Linked DNA regions of Sus scrofa: region 1 is linked to region 2. Evidence: chromatin contacts called from public HiChIP or PLAC-seq data. All regions are on one chromosome and are shown on one strand. The core of a region is the stretch at or near the end of the contact, and the rest is flanking DNA. Distances in the headings are between cores, read along the strand shown. Region 1 overlaps XYLT1 (xylosyltransferase 1). Region 2 overlaps XYLT1 (xylosyltransferase 1).

What was found. HiChIP or PLAC-seq counts read pairs in DNA pulled down with a chosen protein or histone mark.
Region 1: a contact with region 2 is called in an H3K27ac HiChIP or PLAC-seq map of alveolar macrophages. The contact joins two enhancer-like sites. A contact is called at or near these places in 1 of 47 Hi-C or Micro-C datasets (embryonic fibroblasts) and 1 of 2 datasets of contacts at active chromatin or transcription factors (alveolar macrophages).

The regions. Positions count from the first base shown.
Region 1 is chr3:27,473,632-27,476,668 of Sscrofa11.1, reverse strand. All of the region lies in intron 1 of XYLT1 (xylosyltransferase 1), which reads left to right. Among named protein-coding and RNA genes, the nearest start is that of XYLT1, 17 kb to the left of the region's middle. Within about 2 kb of position 1,453, at least 3 of the 83 cell types and tissues checked have an H3K27ac peak or open chromatin away from gene starts, as enhancers often do. A contact at or near this core is called in alveolar macrophages, where this site is marked.
Region 2 is chr3:27,265,300-27,268,427 of Sscrofa11.1, reverse strand. All of the region lies in intron 3 of XYLT1 (xylosyltransferase 1), which reads left to right. Among named protein-coding and RNA genes, the nearest start is that of XYLT1, 230 kb to the left of the region's middle. Within about 2 kb of position 1,322, at least 10 of the 83 cell types and tissues checked have an H3K27ac peak or open chromatin away from gene starts, as enhancers often do. A contact at or near this core is called in alveolar macrophages, where this site is marked.

The sequences.
Region 1 (3,037 bases), core at 204-2,703, 210 kb before region 2:
TGTCTTTCAGGTTTGCTTGGCACTGGCTGACAAATGGCTTAATATTCTTTCTGGGGCTTCTCAAAGAACTTTTTCTAGCCAGCCCACCCCACTTTACTGGGGGTAAAGTCCTGTTTGTTTTGAACTTCCCTTCTGGTTGTGCCTTGTGCAATTATCAGGCTTAAGGATTGTCACAAGGGAAGACTTCAGCAGTTGCTTTAGCAGTTCTTTTGGAAGACAGTTGGATTCAATGGTGATGGCATTAGTGGAATCAGAAACCCTGTCTCAGCTCAAATGGAATAGTATATCTGACTCAGTCTTGGGCAGTCTCAGTTTTATTCTTTAAAAAGGGGATGCAGGAGTTCCTGTCGAGATGCAGTGGTTAACGAATCCGACTAGGAACCATGAGGTTGCGGGTTCGGTCCCTGCCCTTGCTCAGTGGGTTAAGGATGCGGCATTGCCGTGAGCTGTGGTGTAGGTTACAGATGCGACTCGGATCCCGTGTTGCTGTGGCTCTGGCGTAGGCCGGAGGCTACAGCTCCGATTTGACCCCTAGCCTGGGAACCTCCATGTGCCGTGGGAGTGGCCCAAGAGATAGCAGAAAGACAAAAATAAATAAATAAATAAATAAAAATAAAAAAATAAAATGGGGATGCAGAGCAATGCCATTTTGGGTATGATTCCTGGGTATGGAATTTCCAGATCAGAGAAATCTAATACTTAAATTCTGGTAGCCCCCCTCCCCACCCCACCCCCCCTAATAGTTTATTTACTTTCTTTGGATGTTATTTTCAAAAAGATAAAACTTTTTTGGTAAGCTTTCTGTGAAACTCTTCACAGAGAGATGTGTGTATGTGTGTGTGTTTATTCTAAGAGATGGCCTTTTCTTTTTAAAGGCTTTTTTTTAAAGATATTCTAAGATGCCCTAATTAAAATTGGTAATTAATTTGTCTCAAAACAAACCTAATGTACTTCAGAAGTAGAAACCTAATAGGCCTCATTCATAAAATAGTAAGATATATTAAAAATTAGCTTCTAAAAGGCTATTGCTTAAAACATTTAAACAAATCACCAAAACTCTTCTAAATAACTCTTAAATCAAAAGAGAAATCAAACATGGAATTTCAGATTGTAGGGTGATTAATGAAAATGAGATTATCTCAAATCAAAACCCATGGGATGAGGCTAAAACTGTGCCCAGAGGAAAATTAATAGCCTATTTTAGAAATACTTTAGCTTTGGACATTAAATATAAAAGATGAAATGATTGAGTTAAAACTCCAATTTTTATTTCAAAAGGTCGTTGAGAACAACAAAGTATGTAGGAAAGGGACTAAGTAGAAATAAAAGCAGAAATTCATGAAACAGGACACAAACACAATAGCAGTTGTTCAACAAGATCCTCTAAGTACTCCACAGCACGTGATGTTAATCTAGTTCCTCCTAGGGTTAGAATCTGTGACTAGCTGCATGTTCCTAACTCCCATTGTTTGTTCAGTGCTTCTTTTGTGGCTACTGAGTGAAGGAAGTGGTAGGTAGCAGGAGGAGCCCCTGAAGTTTCATATGATTTAGGTTGGGTAAGTGGGTCAGGGGAAGTTATCACTTAGCCTGCCCACATCAAGGTAGAGCAAATCTTCTGTGCTTTTGTCCTATTGACCAACTTCCTCTTGCCTTTGAGAATAATTTGGGGAGTTCTCATTGTGGCTCAGTGGTAACCATGAGGTCGTGGGTTCGATCCCTGGCCTCTCTCAATGGGTTAAGGATCTGGTGTTTCCGTGAGCTGTGGTGTAGGTGGAAGATGCTGCTCGGATATGGCTTTGCTGTGGCTGTGGTGGAGGCTGGAAGCTGTGGCTCCAAATCGACCCCTAGCCTGGGAACCTCCATATGCTGCAGGTGCGGCCCTACGAAAAACAACAAATAATTTGGCCGGCGGGGTGTTTTGTTGTCCTGTGTAATACATTGACACTCGTGCAGGTTTGCAAAGAGCCTGGCCCGTCAGCTCTGATGCCTTCCTGGTTCTTGTAAAGCCGGCATTCTCCTGGGCCTAGAGTTGGGCTGGGGACTGGAGGGTGGCCCTTGGGGAACTGGGAAAGGGGCTTCTACCTTGCTAAGCACAGGGCTACTCTCTGGGAGGAATGGGACGCTAACCTCGTGGGCCGGGGATCGGTTTTGACGTGCTCCAAGCAGCATGCATTGCTGATCTGCCATGCATCCTGTGCTGGAAGGATTGCATGCCTGCATTGCTGTAGCTTTATCCAGGCCGTTCACAGACACTTCACTTGCAGTCTTACTGGGGACCTGCTGTGTACCAGGCACTGTGCTAGGAGCAGCGGACAAAACAGTGTCCCAGCCCCGCCTGTAGCTCCCGTCCTGGGAGGACGTGAGCATGTGTAGAGGGGGTCGTCAGGACAGGCTTTTCTGACAAGTGGACATTTAGGCTACAGTGAATAGAAGGGGATTAGGCAGGGATTGGAGGAAGAGGGGGACAGTGTGACCGACAGGATGAAGGGCATAGAACGTCAGCTGGGGAGGGACAAGAGCCGGGGCCGCTGTAAAGCGCTCTCCTGTGTAAGGGGCCCTGCAACCCCTTCAGCGTATTCATCAGCCCCGTTTGCCTAAAGCCTGAAATGTTGACTGGCGTAGACGTTACATGATGTGGAGGGGGACCTGGACAGACAAAAACAGTTTCCTGTTGCTTGTCCAAAACCGTTCTGCCTCCGATGGTCTTTTTTTTTTTTTGTCTTTTTGTCTTTTGTTGTTGTCGTTGTTGCTATTTCTTGGGCCGCTCCCGCGGCACATGGAGGTTCCCAGGCTAGGGGTCGAATCGGAGTTGTAGCCACCGGCCTACGCCAGAGCCACAGCAACGCGGGATCCGAGCCGCGTCTGCAACCTACACCACAGCTCACGGCAACGCCGGATCCTTAACCCACTGAGCAAGGGCAGGGACCGAACCCGCAACCTCATGGTTCCTAGTCGGATTCGTTAACCACTGCGCCACGACGGGAACTCCCGATGGTCTTTTTTTTTTTTTTTTTTTTTTTTTCCCAGAGCTTCTCTG
Region 2 (3,128 bases), core at 73-2,572:
ATTACATAGAGTCATATGATTCTACTTTTTTTTTCCCCCCAGGGAGTTTCCCCATTTTCTCATAATGAGAGATCATTAAAATAACCAGGAGACAAATGGCACCAAATTAATAAAACTGTAGATCAAATGATCCTGTGTTACCTATTTTTGCTCAATGGTAGTCGAGGAATGCATTGATTAAACTGCCAGCAAACCATTATGGTCGTATTCATTACTATAGCGTAATCTATTTTATTATGAGAGGATAATAACTAACACAGTCTTGCAGACAGTTCTCTGTGGGCTAAGCGATCATTTACTGTGGATCCGCACCAAAGAACACTGGGTTCATTTTGCTCACCGTGGAGCGGAGCCTTCACCTTGGGAGGGGAGAGGGTTAGCTTGCGGGATTCCCAGGTAGAGGGGGCTTTGACTACTGCTGTGAAATCTATAATGATTCAGGAGAGGTTTCAGAAATATCCAAAAAGATAGTCAATGGGCGGATTTTATTAATTTCGGGTTGTTTTTAATCTACTCCATACCCAATAGTGGACTCGATTGATTTCTCCTGTGCTTATTTATTCATTAGGCTTACTCATTCATTATTCATTAGGCAGACAGGTGTGCTCGGAGATCAATATCGCAAAACCCTGAGTTGCTCTCAGCCTGGTGGGAGAGGCAAGGGGGTAGCCCAGCCGTTAGGACGTGTGGGGGATGGAGATTTGCACTGAGATTTCTAATACAGAACTGGAGAGATGATTTTGTCACTGGACGCAGATGGCCTCAGAAGCACAGCCCTTAGAACAATAACGGTGATGAACTTGGGTGCAATCAGCAGGCTGTCTGCATTTGAACCCAGATCCCCTGTCACTCACAAGCTAGGAGTTCCTGGGCAAATGACCTCATCCCTTCAATCCAAGTTTCTTCTCTGCAAGATGAGGGTGATAACAGAACCCCCCCTCGCACTGTTTGTTTTTCGTTTTGTTTTGTTTTTTGCTTTTTAGGGCCCAACTTGTGGCATATGGAAGTTCCCAGGCTAGGGGTGGAATCGGAGCTCAGCTGCTGGCCACAGCCACAGCCACGCAGGATGTGAGTCATAACTGCAACCTGCACCACAGCTCATGGCAACGCCAGATCCCTGACCCACTGAGCGAGGCCAGGGATTGAATCCGCATCGTCACGGATACTAGTCGGATTCGTTTCCGCTGAGCCACAGTGGGAACGCCCCACCCCCTCATCACGTGCATGATTGCAGTATGTTTCCTGTCTATAGTCTTATCAGGTTCTCCAGTACAGAGGAACCACTGTCACCACATGCTTGCTTTTACCCATGAAGAAATTTAGTAAAGCTTAGCATTTCCTAAGTACTTTCCCTGAGGTCGCCAAGCTGGCCAGAGGCAGAACTAACATAGGCAGGCAAGTCTCCTGTCCTCCTAAATGCATGCTCTTAACCAGTATGAAGTGAGCATTCGTATACATCAGTGGTTTTGTTTTTGTTTTTGTTTTTGTTTTTTTGTCTTTTTGCCTTTACCAGGGCCGCTCCTTCGGCATATGGAGGTTCAGGCTAGGGGTCTAATCAGAGCTGTAGCTGCCAGCCTGTGTCAGAGCCACAGCAACTCGGGATCCAAGCCGCGTCTGCAACCTACACCACAGCTCACAGCAATGCCAGATCCTTAACCCACTGAGCAAGGCCAGGGATCAAACTTGAAACCTCATGGGTCCTAGTCAGATTTGTTAACCACGGAGCCATGACAGGAACATGACAGTGTTGTTTAATGCAAGGGTCACAAAATACCCTGAGGACCCAGGCAGGAGGTTTGCTCCCTCTTCTGATTTTCTTGAAATCTGAATTTTTGTCTGAAGTCTTTTGATTGAACTCTTTCAATTTAAAACAGAGTGTGAGCCCCCACAAAACCTGGCTGCAGGCTGGACAGGCCCAGGAGCTACTGGGCTGCAAGCTCTGCTTTGAAGGGAGACATCTCTGCTGGCACTTGGTACCCTGAAAGCTGCCTGGCTACTCCTTTCTACTGAAATTTGTGCTTGGAGGATCCTTGCTGGTCTCTGTGCAGTGAGAAATCTCTGGTACCAGCTGGCTGCAAGGAGACGGACTGCTTCTTCTCCAGCCCCAGAACCCATCACTCACGGTTGTCAGGAAGGCTGGTCACCGTCCATCCTGTAAGGAAGCTTATCTGCTGGTGCTGCCCCCATCCTCAGAGTGATTCCTGGGATTGCACAGGCAGGCCCCCCAGTGGCACCTCCTGTAGATGCTAGACCGGACCTGGCAAGGTCTGCTAGTATCTCCCTGGTTAAAGTTCAGGAGACCTGTTGCCCTGGCTGGTTGTTCTGGAATCCCACTTGGGAAGGCACGGTGCCAGAGGTGAGGGAGACCACCTTTAGAAATCAGATGGATCTGGCTTTGAGTCCTAGCTCCAACCCTAAGTAGCTCTGTGGCTTTAGAATGAGGGTTCCGTCTACTCAGCCTTAGGATTTTGTGAGAATAAGAAATAAGTTGTGTAAAGTCCCTTGGACAGTCCTTTGAATTGGGCCCATGATAAACACAGCTGTGAAAATTTATCCCAAATCCTATTGTTGGATGAGTTCCAAGTCACCGGGCAGGTAGCACATGGCATTGATGGGTCAGGGAAGCCAAGTGGATGGAGAGGAGGGATGATGAAGCCTCCACCAATCACAAGCCTCAGAAAGGAGGATGGCAGGATTTTAAGTCACCCGTTGGCTATTTGAAACAGGAAGTCTTCGGAAGTTCCCGTCGTGGCTCAGCAGCAACCAACCCCACTAGTATCCATGAGCACACAGGTTCAATGCATGGCCTCACTCAGTAGGTTAAGGATCTGGTGTTGCCATGAGCTGTGGTGGAAGTCGCAGGCACGGCTTGGATCTTGTATTGCTGTGGCAGTGGCATAGGCCAGCAGCTGCAGCTCCAATTCGACCCCTAGACTGGGAACTAATTTATGCTGTGGGTACAGCCCTTAAAAAAAAAAAAAATAGAAAAAGAAACTGGAGAAACAGGAAATCTAATCTAAGCAGCCCCCACCCATCCCCTCCTCTCCCACCCCTGCCCGAGTTCTGCGCTCATTGCATATGCCGTGTCCAGTGTTTAGATGATACCTTATTAAACAAGGTCTGGCAGG